Linked DNA regions of Mus musculus: region 2 is linked to region 1. The links are chromatin contacts, called in public Hi-C maps. All regions are on one chromosome and are shown on one strand. Each heading gives the region's core, a stretch centred on a gene start, on an enhancer-like site or on the middle of the called end of the contact. The rest is flanking DNA. Distances are from core to core; before and after follow the strand shown.

Evidence for each region. A called contact is a pair of places that touch in the nucleus more often than the background predicts.
Region 2: a contact with region 1 is called in a Hi-C map of the N1E-115 cell line, with 4 times the contacts expected there. The contact joins two enhancer-like sites. A contact is called at or near these places in 4 of 39 promoter capture datasets (hematopoietic stem and progenitor cells, liver and pre-B cells), 1 of 15 datasets of contacts at CTCF or cohesin (pro-B cells), 7 of 484 Hi-C or Micro-C datasets (the N1E-115 cell line, brown adipocytes, cardiomyocytes and 3 more), 1 of 115 datasets of contacts at active chromatin or transcription factors (pancreatic cancer cells) and 1 of 9 other capture datasets (adipose tissue).

Annotation. Positions count from the first base shown.
Region 1 is chr4:137,079,678-137,086,678 of GRCm38.p6, forward strand. Gm31648 (a long non-coding RNA gene) reads left to right here. Exons shown (of 3, transcript XR_390841.3): 2 at 2,877-3,036. Among named protein-coding and RNA genes, the nearest start is that of Gm31648, 6.6 kb to the left of the region's middle. Within about 2 kb of position 3,399, at least 9 of the 459 cell types and tissues checked have an H3K27ac peak or open chromatin away from gene starts, as enhancers often do. A contact at or near this core is called in the N1E-115 cell line, where this site is marked.
Region 2 is chr4:137,726,399-137,733,399 of GRCm38.p6, forward strand. Rap1gap (Rap1 GTPase-activating protein) reads left to right here. Exons shown (of 24, transcript NM_001379234.1): 20 at 554-677; 21 at 1,279-1,381; 22 at 1,862-1,965; 23 at 2,130-2,170; 24 at 2,477-3,463. The coding sequence ends at 2,138. Among named protein-coding and RNA genes, the nearest start is that of Gm52682, 8.1 kb to the left of the region's middle. Within about 2 kb of position 2,598, at least 47 of the 459 cell types and tissues checked have an H3K27ac peak or open chromatin away from gene starts, as enhancers often do. A contact at or near this core is called in the N1E-115 cell line, where this site is marked.

The DNA of each region.
Region 1 (7,001 bases), core at 2,149-4,648:
TTGCTTCTCCCTCTTGCTGCTTTTCCAGAAGCCCTGTTTCAAGGCTCTGTGATTCCCATTCTACAGACGAGGAGAATGAGGCACACAGAGGCATGATGTCAGAATGGCTCGGGAAATGTGTGACAGAGCTGGGATGAGAGTAAACAGACCTCCCGATTCCAGGTCAGGATGCCAGAAAGGTTGCAGCCTGATAAGGATTCCCAGGGCTTTGTGGGACTATTACTCAGTGAAATGCTCACTAACCCGCAAGGGTCTGCACGGCCAGGTCAGAGTCACTGCCTGTTTCTAGCTGCTAGCTAGATGCTGAATGTCACTGACTCTGTCCCATGGGATGTCACAACTGTCCTGGGATGTAGAGAGGTACCTGTAGCATGTAAAAACAGAAAGCTTGTCTCGGGTGTCTCCCAAAGATAGTGACTTGTTACAGCTGGATGAAGGAAAGGTAGAGGTTGTCCATTGGTTTCCCGGGGTTGAAAGTGTGTGATTCTCTCTCTCTCTCTCTCTCTCTCTCTCTCTCTCTCTCTCCCCTCTCTCTCTCTCTCCCCTAAAATAGACATGTGGTATGTCCTTGTCTTCAAGAAGAGAATACAAAATCCAAGGGCTGGGAGTGCTCAATTTGATTGACGGACCAGGAAGTCCAGGGGTGGGGAAGAGTGCAGGGCTTCCAGTCTCCAGAAATTCCACTCTGCCCCAGACATGCTGGACAACCTTAGGAGTGATCTTCCCTATTTACAAAGTGAGTGTTACTTTCCCAATTCTTACACTGCATGGGAAACAGACTCCCCTCACTCCTTGAAGCCATTCCTTCCATCAAATACGAGATTAAATGCTAAATTCTAGAGCTAAGCACAGCAAGGCCTCTTTAAGCTGAAACCTGAAGATTAATGATTGTTTTTTCCCACTATTGAAGAGTAACCACACAAGTAATGGACCCTTTGGCTCTTGTGCCTTGTGCTAGGACTCTCTGTAAATCAGAAGTTTCTTTCTCCTATGTGGACCTTGGCAAGAATGTCGCACTCTAATGACTCACCAATTCTACTGTCTGTATATTTGCCCACCCACCCATCCACCTGTTTATCCATCCACCCACTCATCTACCCATCCATCTTCACATCTATCTATCCACCTATCCATCCATCCACCCATTCACCCATCACCCACCCATCCATCCACCTATTTGTGCATCCATCCATCCACCTATCCATCCATCCATCCATTCATCCATCCATCCATCCATCCATCCATCTACCTATCCATCTATCCATCCATCTTCTCAATATGTCCACCTATCTTCTCAGTCTTCCATTCATCCATCTACCTACTCATTCACCAATCCATCTTTCCATCCATCTATTCACCTATCTATCTACCAAACTTACTCATCCACCTTCCCAATAATCCATCCTTCCATCTTCCTCATCTTCCATCCATCCATGTATCAACCCACCTACTCATCCACCCATTCATTTTTCACCCATCCATTCATCTATCTACCCATCTTCCCAATCATGTATCCAGTCATCCGCACAGTCACTCATCCACCCATTCTTAAGCCACACCCCTTTCTATCCAACCATCTTCACAGCCAATCATCTTGTTCCATCTCCTTGCTCACACCTCCATCTATCCATCTGTTAATCCTACCCACATTTTTGTTGCTCCCTTGCTTACATCATGCCTGTTGACCCACTGCCACGAGTTCTGCTGGGGCTGTAGTAACTGTGGTTTGGGGTTGAAAATGTTGATATACTTGGACTATAGGTAGCAATCATTCTCAATGTTCAGAATCCAGGAGATTTCTGGAATGCTCTTGAGCAATGCAAGGGAGAATAGGATCAGCCACTGAGCACCTAAGCTACTCATACCTCCTTTTTATAAACATAGCTCATTTGACCGTTTTGCTCTGACCTCAAAGAACACTTGAGTACTTGGTTTTAGACTTAAGTACACTCAAGATTACCCTACGTGAAGGAGTGAGAAAACCGCAACATGGACTCTCAAGTATCACATAGCCATGAAAGGAATAGAGTACTGACACATGTCACCGTACAAAACCAAAAACACTGCTAAGTGAAAAGCCCAGATGCAAAAGACTAAACACAGCAGGACCCCACACATGTGACATGTCCAGGACAGACAAATCCACAGAGATAACAAGGACGTTGCTAGTTACTAGAGGCTGAGGTGAGGGAGGAATGAAGACTTCAGGGTGATGGAATAGTCTGGAATTAAATAATGATGATGGCTGTGTGATCTTGAAACAAAGACCACAGGAGTGTACAAAGTAGCAGGATGCAGTTAGGAACCGCTCCCCCCCGCCCCCACCACACACACACACATACACCAAAAACCAGACATGGTGGCACATGCCTGTAATCTCAGTTTTTAGGCGATGGAGGCAGAAGGATCAGGAGTTTGAAGTCATCAGCCTGGACTATGTGAGACTTTGTCTCAAAAAGAACATATTGAAAATTATGAATAATATTCTCATGTATCACTGCATTCAGACTTCCCCATTTTCTTGGGATAGCCAGGGCAGGCAGTGCTGAAGATCCATAGAGCTGAGAAGTGGAAGCCTGAGAGGGTGAGGCGCCCGTCAAGTCAAGTGTACTGGATAGGTTCTCAGCTAAATGACATGCATCTTGTAGCTCTATCTGACCGGCTTGGCAGTGCCTCTGAGCTGACTCCAGCCAACCAGCCTCAGTCCCAAGGACAGCCAGTGTCCTGCCCAGGTCTAGTGCCATGGCTTTTCTTTGGCCCAGGGCTTAAGGAGTCTTCTTTCATGACGTGGATAAATACTTTGTATAGCTCCGCTGACCTGGGCTTCCTCAATTACCATCTATTATATACAGCAAACTTCTTCTCTCTTGTCACAGCCATTTGGCCCAGGCCTCTCTGCTCATGTCCACTGTATCACTTGGTGACCTGAGGCCTGACTGTCCTTGGATCTGTGATCCTGCATTATTCCCTGGACAACCTGGCCCTGGGACTTCCAGACCCTGGTGACCTTCTATAACCACTGGCATTTGATCACAGGTCAGTATGATGGAGTAAAGGGGAAATGGATGCAGGCTCTCTGGATTGGCTGTGGAAGGGGGATGGGTAGATGGCTTCTGAGAGAATGGAGACCCTCCTCCACCTAGCCCTGAGTCATGAGACAGAGGAGGATGGCCTAGGCCTGTGGCTTGGTCCCCAAACTCTTCCTCCAGGGTCCAGAGTCAGCCTGGGGGAGGGGAGCCTGTTAAGGCTTAGCAGGTACCAAGCCCAAGCAACCGGAATATGATCCCTGGAACCCATATGGTGGAAGAAGAGAGCAGTCAGCCTTGGCTCCTCCCTTCCCTGGCATTCTCCTGTCCCAGACACCACTCTTAGGCCTACATCTGAGTGTGGATTACACAGACCAAAAAATGCAAGGAATCTTGCCCACTGTGCTGGAGAGATGGGTGATGATTTCATCCTGTGGAGACAGCAGGAGATCTGCAGCACGTTGTCCCCTACAATAAGACAGGAAGCTGCTTAGCTATCAGGCTGGAAGGCAGGACAAGTGCTAGTGTCTTCTTCATTCCTCAGATGCTCAGCATGGGGCTGCCGCATCTCACAGAGGAAGGAGCTGCCCCCCCCAACCCCGAGACTTCTGCTTCCCTCTGTCCCTACATCACACTTCATGTTTTAAATTTGTATTTACATACTTTTCTCAGGTTCTTTTTTTTTTAAGATTTATTTATTTATTATATGTAAGTATACTGTAGCTGTCCTCAGATACTTCAGAAGAGGGCATCAGATTTCGTTATGGATGGTTGTGAGCCACCATGTGGTTGCTGGGATTTGAACTCAGGACCTTCGGAAGAGCAGTCGGTGCTCTTAACCACTGAGCCATCTCGCCAGCCCCCTTTTCTCAGGTTCTTATCCATTTCTTGATCGGCACATGTACCTGTGAGTATTTAGGTTGGGCAGTCACCACTAGCTAGGATTATGGCTGAGCACCTAGGGAATTGGCGTACCCACCATCCCGATCGATCCGCTATCACTTGTGTTGGGATCTTTCAGCGTTTCTTCTAGCTAGTGAGAATTCCTGTGGGTGGTGGGCCGTGGTCTCCTAGCTCTGCTAGGAAGCAACTCTCCAAGCCGTTTCCGAACCTGTTAACCAGCCCTTCTCCCGATCCCCGTGCCCCACCCTCTTCCTGCCCGGATGACCACACTCCATTCTCTGCTTCCCTGAGAACGACTTCAGCTTTCACACGGGAACGAGCATGGGCTGGTCTTTGTTCTTCTGCGCCTGGCTTATTTCACTTCATAACTGTCTGCCAGGCTCATCCATGCCTTCTCCAACGGCAGGATCTCCAGTTTTTTTTTTTTTTTTTTTATGGCCGAATAGCATTCCGTTGTGTCTGTATTTGTTTCTTTGCTTAGCACTCTGACAGAACACCTGAGAAGAGCAACTTGGGAATGAGGGCTTCGATTTGGCTCATGGTTTGAGGGTGCTGTCCACCGGGCAGCAGGCCACCTTATATCTGACGTTAGAGAGATGGATGTGAGAGCTCGGCTAACTTTGACTTTTATACTCAATCTCGGAGCCCAGCCCATGGAATGACGCTGTCCACATTTAGGATGGGTCTTCCCACCCCAGTTAGCCTAATCTAGTGACTCCCTCGCAGCCAGGCTCAGAACTGCATCTCCTAGGTGATCCTAGACTCTGTCACGTTGATAGCAATATTAACCAGCACACTGGCTCTAACTACACTACATTTTGTTTATCCAGGCATCAGCTAGGTTGGATCTGTATCTTGGCTACGGTGGTTAGAGGTATGGGGAACAGGAGAGGGTCACACTGACTTCCTCTCTTTTAAATGTACCTGGAGGGATGGGGTTGTTATCCATGGTGGCAAGGATGTGGAGAAAAAAATGCAGATGAGTACCCAGATGGTGAACGACATTGTGATGCTTCATAATACTAAAATGGAGCCAGTTTCTGATGCAGCAATCTCTGTCTCTGTCTCTGTCTCTGTCTCTCTCTGTCTCTCTTTCTCTGAAGCCTTGTTCCCCCATGTTCATGGCTATGTGATTCTCCACAACCAGGAAATAGAGTTGACCTTGATGTCCATGGATGAATACACAGGTATGGGGGTGAAGAGACAGACAGACAGACAGACAGACACACAGACACACAGACACACAGACAGAGAGAGAGCTGTTGTGTATTGTGTATGAGACTTCTAGGCAAGCCATCCCAACAGATGATCTGGGGAGTGTTGGGGGTTAATTCTCTATCTAGTGATCATGAAGCTGGGACCCAGCCCTGCCCCCCCCCCCTGGCCCCAGTCATAATATGCCCAGGCTCCTGCTTCTGAGATTTTTTTATAAGGAAGTCAGAGTTCTTGGAAGAGTGAACTTCTGGCCCAATAGTCAAAATACAAGTGAAGTTGACTAAACAAATGAATATGCATTTCGAGGAAGTGAGCTGGAGTTCACGTCTTTACAGTGCTCTAAAGCAGGCATCGGGCTGGTGTCAGCATCCAGGCTTGCTTGGTGGCTGCGCAGACAGCAGCGGAGGTTGCTCTTCTCTGGGCAGAGCACCCAGCCTGGGCTTTGGAGGGGGGAGGGGTGCTCCATGCTCTCTGGGACCTCGACCACGTGGTTTTTATCTGTCTGGTTTGAATTAGAAGCTGGGGCTCATTAGCGGTTTCCTCGCCCAGCCTGGCGCCTGTGAGATACTAACAGTTTATTGTTTCCTTGCTTTTTCTTTCTTATTTCTGTCTTTCTTCCCACCCCCCTCCCACCACTTTCTTTATTATCTCAAATTTCCGCCTCATGCCACAAAAATGCAAAGGCTGCCACATTCCCCAGGGGACACGCAGACACAGTACCTTATACGCCTATGTCCCTCTCCACTCTCTAGCAGCGAAACCAGGTGCCACAGGCTGGGGACCCTCAAGTGACTCCCACAGGTACAGTTTGAAGGAGTGTGTCTCAGCCTGCCTCACATCTAACATACCAAGTAGCCCCAGCTATGCATCTCTGGTGACACAGGTGGCGCTGTCGTCAGCCAGCATTCCTGGAGCCTGAGTTTCTTCCACAGGGTCTGCAGATTCTGGTCCACGAGTCATTCTTAGTAATTCAGCCTTCGCAAGCTGCACATGCACAAGAAGCATTTACCTCCGGGAGTCAGAATAGAAGTCGCCTAGCTCAGACTGTGCATACAGCAAGTGCTTAATAAGCAACACTGTAGATGTCACTCTGCTGAGGTCAGGGTAGCTGATGGGTAAGGGAGATGAAAAGTTGCATTGATTCAGTTTTGGGGTGAAAGAGGCAGGGGACAGCAGAGTCATAGTCATTACCATCATCAGCATCATCGCAGTGACAGCCAACTGCAGTTGTCATCATCACTGTCACCGTCTCTCGCTATAGAGTGAATCCTCCCACTGCTCCTCAACAGAAGAGAGGAAGGAGGGCCAACCAGACCAGGAGGAACCGGGAATGATAAGACCAGAGATCCCTGAGCAAGAGAGATGCTCAGCCAGGGGAATCTGCTAGACAGGAGATGGAGCCCGGAGGACAAGGAAGAGAAGGTAGCTAGAGACTGTCTCGGGTCTGTTTCTGATCATAGTTGGTAACAAGTGACCCCGTGTGCTGGGGACAAAGGTTACCTCTGATTATGGAACCCTCTTAGTGACTGATGATCTCAGACAGGGCAGTGTGAAACCCTGGCTCGAGCCGTCCCATGAAGCATGAGGGGGAGACTGAGATATTGCGACAGAGCCCCAGGAAGTTCCCCATGCATGGCCACCTTGCCTGGCTGGGACAGCTCGTGCCAGCAACTGGCCAGTGGCTTCAGTGTGCACAATAGGGAATGGGGTCCCTCATGAAACTGAACCCGGGAGCTTGGTGTCTGGAGACCACGCCTCTAGGGAGTGACTCCACGGTCCAAGGGCATGAGGCTTTCCCACCCCTCTCTCCTTTTTGGCAACTTTGAATCCAGACCCGTTCCCTCCTGCCTGAAGCCC
Region 2 (7,001 bases), core at 1,348-3,847, 650 kb after region 1:
CAGGGAGGCCTAAGGAGGCCACTGGTTTCTGCCACGGGGTGGGGGTGGGGGGGCCTGCTGAACAGAGACAGAAAAGTATAACAGTGACAAATCTGGGCTGTGGAATTGTTGGATAAGCGAGACTTGGAGCAGGAGACACAAAGACCCCAAGTGTGAGGTCTCCAATCCCTGCCACGTGTTGAGCTGAGCCACCCGAGGCCGAGTCCCACCTTCCTCCTTGCTTCCAGGCCTGGGAGACAGTCCCACAATAGCACTGCCTCAGGGACCAAGGAGTAAGCCATTGAGTTCCACAGTAACTGAGTACCAAGCCGACGCTCCCGACGTTTCCTGGGGGCAGATGGGGAGCCTCGAGAGGGTGTTTGAGCATGGAGGGATCTATCAAGGAATGGGAAGGGCGTCACTGGGAGTCCACGGGAGCTGAGAGGCTGGACGAGCTGTGTTGGGAGTCCCAGGGTGCTTGCTTGGCTCCAGGCTGAGTTTCCTTGGGGAAGGCAGGGGACAAGGGATTGTGGCACAGTGCCCACGGCTGATGGCTCACGGCACTGTGTGGCAGAGTGGAGTCGGCTGCCCAGAGAACGGAAGTGCTGCAGGGCTTCTCCAGATCTTCCTCCAGCGCCAGCAGCTTCACCAGCGTGGTGGAGGAGACGGAGGGCGTAGACGGGGATGATACAGGCCTGGTGAGATACCCGAGCGGTTAGGGCCCCATGGAGGTGGGACAGGGCTCTCTCAGGCCTCTGGAGGTGCATTGGCTGACATGTTGGCGGCAAGGGTGTCCCAGCCTGCAGGAGATGCAGACAGATCGTAGCCTTCCATGGCTCCCCCATGCTGTCCACAGAGACAGACCCCTGAGGGCCCAGGTGCTCCTTGTCCCATGTCTCTTACCTCCTCAGCCACTCTGAGGTCCTCTGCAGTCCCTAACTGTGGTGGGCTGGCCCCACCCCAGGCCTTTGCACCTGCTGGTCTCCTGTCCCTGCCTGTTCCCTCCCCCTTGGCCAGGCCAGACTCGTCCCCTCCCTCTGGCCTGGGCCTGGTCTTCAGCATCTTAGCCATTTTCCATCAAACATACATCCAATGGGTACCTGCAACTGGCCTGGCCTGTCCCTTGGCAGACACAGGCCCTGCCTGCTGGCCTCCTAGAGTGGAGGTGCAGGGGCCTTCACAGGCTGTTGGCCTCTGAGACCCAGACCAGGAGAACATCTGCAGATGTGTGTGTTGCCCGAACAAAGGAGGGGGGTGGGGCGGGGCTGTGGGTGGGGCTGACCTCCCCCCCCTCCCCAGGAGAGCGTGTCGTCCTCAGGAACTCCCCATAAGCGGGACTCCTTCCTCTACAGCACATGGCTGGACGACAGCGTGAGCACCACGAGCGGGGGCAGCTCCCCAGGTACCAGGCTAGCAGTGCTGGGGGAGGGGCGGGGCCAAGCTCCCCAATGCCAAGCTAGCTGTGCTGGAGGAGGGGCGGGGCCAAGCTCCCCAGGTACCAGGCTAGCAGTGCTGGAGGAGGGGCGGGGCCAAGCTCCCCAATACCAAGCTAGGAGTCCTGGAGGAGGGGCGGGGCCAAGCTCCCCAATACCAAGCTAGCTGTGCTGGGAGAGGGGCGGGGCCAAGCTCCCCAAGTACCAGGCTAGCTGTGCTGGGAAGGGGGCGGGGCCGAATATGGGAGCCTGATGTGACAGCCTCTTACGTGGGGCGGTGATCCAGAGGATGGTAGAGGGTAGCTGGGAGGTGAATTGAGGGTGAAGACCCCTAAGGGAGGGACCAGGCAGGGTGGGGGAACCCCAGTGCCAGTCACCCATCCATGCCTGCATCTCCTTGGTGCCTCCTCTTGGCCAGTGAGGTGGCTCCCTCCTGCCCCCCTTCCCAGGCCTCACACGGTCACCCCACCCAGACGTCGGCAAGTCGGGGGACCCTGCGTGTCCCGAGATCAAGATCCAACTGGAAACATCTGAGCAGCACACACCCCAGATGGTACACGGGGACTCCTCCTGGGAGAGGGTAGAGCCGGTTGGGGACAGGGACCCAGGGACCCAATGGCTGGGGTGCCCCACTAGGCCAGAAGGACTGGGCTCTTCCAGTGACTTCTGGTTTCCTGTGTCTCCTGCCCCCACCTCCGGCTGCATCTGTCCCCACAGGGCTGCTAGCTGTCACCTCATCAGCAGGCGGGACTGAGCAGGTCAGCTGGTGCTCACTTGGATCCTCTGGGGTGGAGGAGGGGATGAGAGCCCCCCGGGCTGGGCAGGACTCTCCAGCCTCGGTGGCTGCGGGCCTGGACTACTCTTGACACCTTTTAGCCTTGGGTTCCCTATTTGTGCAGTGGGCACACAGTGCTGCCTCAACTCTGCCTATGAGTTGTTAGGGAGCTTGATGGAGCCAAAAGAACTGGGCGAGCATGGAACATGGGGCGAGCTAGGGATGCCCGTGGGATGGGAGGAGAAGCTGTTGCCATCTTCCTCTGAGTCTCATCTCCCGTTCCCTGCAGAGGAGGCCTCAGAAGCACAAGAAGATGCCGCACCACATCCAGGCAGCTGGCCCTCTGCCCCACAGCCACCCCAGCCCCTGGCGCCCCTCCCTCCAAGCCCTGGGCCCGCCCATCTGGGCTGTCTCCGCAGGGCGGAGCCATCCAGAGCTCTCAGAATGGATGCTGCCGGCATCACCGCCCCCACCCCACCCTCAGGCTGGAGCTCTGGGTGTGGGCAGGGACTGTGGCCCTGGATTGCCCTCACTTGGGCCTCTGTCACACCGGGTTCCCCTCTGGAGCCACGGGGAACAGGGTAGGAAAAGGAGAAGAAGCACCGTGCGCATACAGCCCACCGCAGAAGCAGCAGGTGCAGGGTGCGCGAATGCGCAAGCGCCGGGCAGAGTCCCGTGCGGCTTCTGCTGTGGGACGTGGGCCAGGCACCCTCATTCTCTGGGCATCTCTGCTGCAAGTGGACAAGAGTATTTCAGAGATCACTGAAGCCTGAGTCCATGCACCTGCCCCAGGAGGGGGCCATTGTCCTAGGGACCGCCTATCACGCCGACTGCTTCCCGAGGCCCCGGGTGGGCTAAGGGGCTGGGTCTGCTTCACCAATCACCCAACCTGAGTCCCCCAGCTTTACCACAGAGCTGCCAACGTCCTTTCACTGTCTCCACACGATGGCCCAGTATCCTTGGTTGTGGATAGGGTCATCCCTGGCTCCTCACCCAGCACCCAGCTTAACCCTGCCACCCCACACTCCTGGGAGCACTGGGCTGAGGGGGTCTCAGCTGGTCTGGAGTCCAGACCTCGCCATCCCCTGCCCACCATTGCCGTGGAGGGGGCTGCCAGGCATAGCTGCTGTGAGCCATGTCCTTGTGTGTGTCTGTTCACTCTTAGGAGCCACGCCCAAGGCGAGACTTCCAGCCCCAACACCCACTTTGGAAGCCCTGTGGCCACATGTATGTCAGTAAGGGTTGTACAAAATAAATTCTATTTATCGCTATTGTACCCGGAGTTAAGAACAGCTTTGTGTAAACCCTGCCTAGACACACGAGGACCCAAGGTGGACAGAATATACCTGTCCCCTTTGGTGCTGCCGAGGCCAGGGTGCCTCCAAGGCCAGCAGGTCACAGGGTCTGTGAACACCAGCTGAGGCCTCCTCTTCATGGCCCCACTCTCCGACCCCATACCTGCCATGTGTCCTTCCCTATGGAGAAAGTGTGGTTTTGAAGTCTGCCCTGGCACCATCTCTCCTTAGCTTGGTGGTGAGGAATTCCATCTCTCTCCTCTCAGAGGAACAGGAAGAGCTCATGATCTCCTCAGGGGCTGTAAACATGCAGTGAGCTGGTTCCCACTGTTAACAGGCATACAGTCTGGACAGCATATAACTAACAGTTTCCTTTCCCATCTCATGTTCCGCAAATCCCAAGTTTCCCTTGTATGGCCACCAGGGGGCACCAGAGGATCACCATCTGGGCAGAGAAGCGGACAGAGTCCCTTCCCTGCCTGATAGCATAGGACCACAGGCTTAAGGGTAAAAGGGTGGACAGAAAGGGCAGAGGAGGTAGAGTCTCTAGAGGAGAGGGGCTTGTGTGTGTAGAGAGTGGAGAACATCTCAAACTGGGGGAGAGGGGGGGCTCCAAAGTGAGGACAGCCATAGAGGAGACACGGAGATAGGCTGGGGTGAGGCCAGAGACCACATGGTTTTGAATGCCAAGACTTCACGCAGAAGACAGTGGAGGGATACACTTAGAACAGTGCTGGCTGTTAATGGAGTGCTGGTGGGCCCGCTGGCTGGTAGAATCCTGGAGGATGGGTTCCCTTAAGGAAAGAGCCACAGGAGATTCATTCAATGGCCTTGCAAGTAGATATCCAGTTGTGCTCTGAGGGAGACACCATCTTAGTGTCCCTAGAACCCCGGTGCCCCTACCTCACTCTCACCTCCCCAGGAAGATGCTGAGGGTACTTTGAGGCTCTCTGAGATGTACCATGCCGTTTTTTGACAGGGCTGTTCTATGACCCACGGACGCCTCAGGCCACCCAGAGGCCATGACTCATACCCTAACTCCAGCCCTGACCAGCAGGGTTTGGCTCCAAGCTTCCCTGGCTGCGTTGTTCCTCAGCTCTACAGTGCGTTCTGCTCCAGCCTATAGCTTGCAGTCATGGCATCCAGAAATGAGCTTCCTGGGCACTGGCTCTGAGTTCACTCTCCTAGTGAGCTCGGCCCCCTGTCCCTCCTCTGTGGTCCCTGATGTGAGGCTCAGGGAATGAGACCTCATGGCGATCTTGGTGCTAGAGCTGTGGGGACTCAGATAATACTGAGGTGATGTTGGGGGCAGGAGCAGAGCTGGTATAGCCTCTGAACACAGATAACCATGAACAACCTTACTGCCAAGCCTTCAGATGGTGCCGTCAGACCTGTGTCCAGAGGACATTGCCGCACGGGCTGGCTCCACACAAGTATAGCTGGAATTGAGTGGTGGTGACACACACTTTTAATCCCAGTACTCAGAAGGCAGAGGCAGGCAGAACTCTGTGGGTTCAAGGCCAGCCTGGTCTACAGAGAGAGCTCCAGGAAAGACAGGGCTACACAGAGAAACCCTGTCTTTTTAAAAAAATGGAAGGAAGGGAAGAAAGAGGAGGAGGAAGAAAAAAGAAGAAGGATGAAGAAGAAGAGGAGGAGGAGAAGAAGAAGAAAAAGAAGAAAGAAAGAGAGAAAGAAAAGAAGGAAGAAACAAAGAAACAGAAAGAGAAAGAAAGGAAAGAGAAAGAAAGGAAAGAGAAAGAAAGAAGAGAGAAAGAAAGAAGAGAGAAAGAAAGAAGAGAGAAAGAAGAGAGAAGAGAGAAAGAAGAGAGAAAGAAGAGAGAATGAAGAGAGAAAGAAGAGAGAGAGAAGAGAGAGAGAAGAGAGAAAGAGAGAAGAAAGAGGTGTTGTTGCCTTTGGAAATGCTTCCCTAAGCCCCACCACCACAGGCTTTTTGGCTGATCATCCCTTCGTGGGGATTTGCTCATTTGTGTACCCAATTCTCTGGATCTGTTCAGAGCTGATCTAGATCAAGGGGCCCTGGGGAAACACAGGTGAGTCGCTAGGAGAACAATCCCTGGCCAGCCCAGCCAGCCCCGCCAGCCCTGCCAGCCTCCCTGCCTGGCCACGCCAGCCTTGCTGCAGGAAGAAGCGTCCAGGCCACCACGGCCCAGGCCGTTACTCTCAAGCTCCAAGGTGGGGCTCAGGGAGGCCGAGGACGCATGGGATCAAAGTGGACAGTGCTGTTTCTCTTGTCCCCCTGCCAGTTCTGTGCCTACCCTGGGTTCTGAGGTGGGGAGGGCATGCAGGGACACCAACTCCAGGCTGGAATTAGGGCTAGGGCGGGGGTCACCAGTTCCGGGAAGCAACTGGCTCTGTTAGAAATATCCTGGGCTTCTGGAAACAGCAGCACTCTCCCAGGAGACAGTGGGGGCAACTCACACCCCTGGCATCCCAGCTCCCTGTGGGCAAGACTCTCTAAGTGTCACCTTAACAGGACAAACTATGATCCCAAACACTCATACCTCTAAGGAGTCGTGCATGAAGACTGGTGCAGAATCCATGTCTATAGCATCCCACCCACACCCACAGCAAAGGTGCCCCCGGACATCTATGGCCAACTCCAGGACAACTTTGCCAAAGTGGTGGCCTCAGGCCCAGGCTGGTGCCAGGGGACCAGAACTTGGATGTACCTTGCTTCTCGGGCTACAGGGGGTGCTCAGCCAGGGGCCCTGGGATATTGAGGTCTGTCCTTCCTCCTTCCCTCCCTCCCTGAGTCTGCCCTACTGAGGGGACAGCCCAGGATGGAGCCTCCTGAAATAACCAGATCTGGTGAGGGAGGCTAATTTTAAAAGCCACTCTGGCTGCCCCATGGGCCCTTCTGGGAAGCCCTGAATGTTCCTAATGTGTGTCTCTGGGAGGGGTTCCTATTCCACATTCTATGTCTGTGAACCCAGGCCTGAGCCTGGAGTTCAGGGGCCCAGGCTCCCCTCTGCCACAGACAGAGCTCAGCATCTTTAGCTGGTGGTCTTGGTCCCTGGACCATCCCCATTCCTGTCTTCTGCTTCTTGGTCTCATGAGCTTCCATTATTGTGTCTTCCCACATTCCTAGTCTGTTCTCTGCTGCTGCGACTCCATCTCTGCCTCCTGGCCCATTCCCCCAGGAGGCAGGATGTAGCATACCTGACAGTCAAGAACCTGCTCTGTGCAGGCTGGTAGAGGTGGCTGTCCACCTGGAATGGAGGTTGAGAGTCCTAGGGCTAACAAGAGCTAGGCCCGGCATGCAGAGGCCAAGTCCAGGCACGACCTGGACCATCTGGTCAGGCCAGGTGCCAGTGAGCTTCAGGGTGAGGGTTGGCAGACAGCAAACAGAAACATGCAGTGCCCAGTTAAATTTGAATGTCAGGTAAACACAGACTCATTTTTAGCCTAAGTATACCTCATACAATATTTGGGACATACTTATAGCAAAAAAAGAAAAAAAAATCCTGTTTACCTGACATTCACAGTGAACTAGGCGCC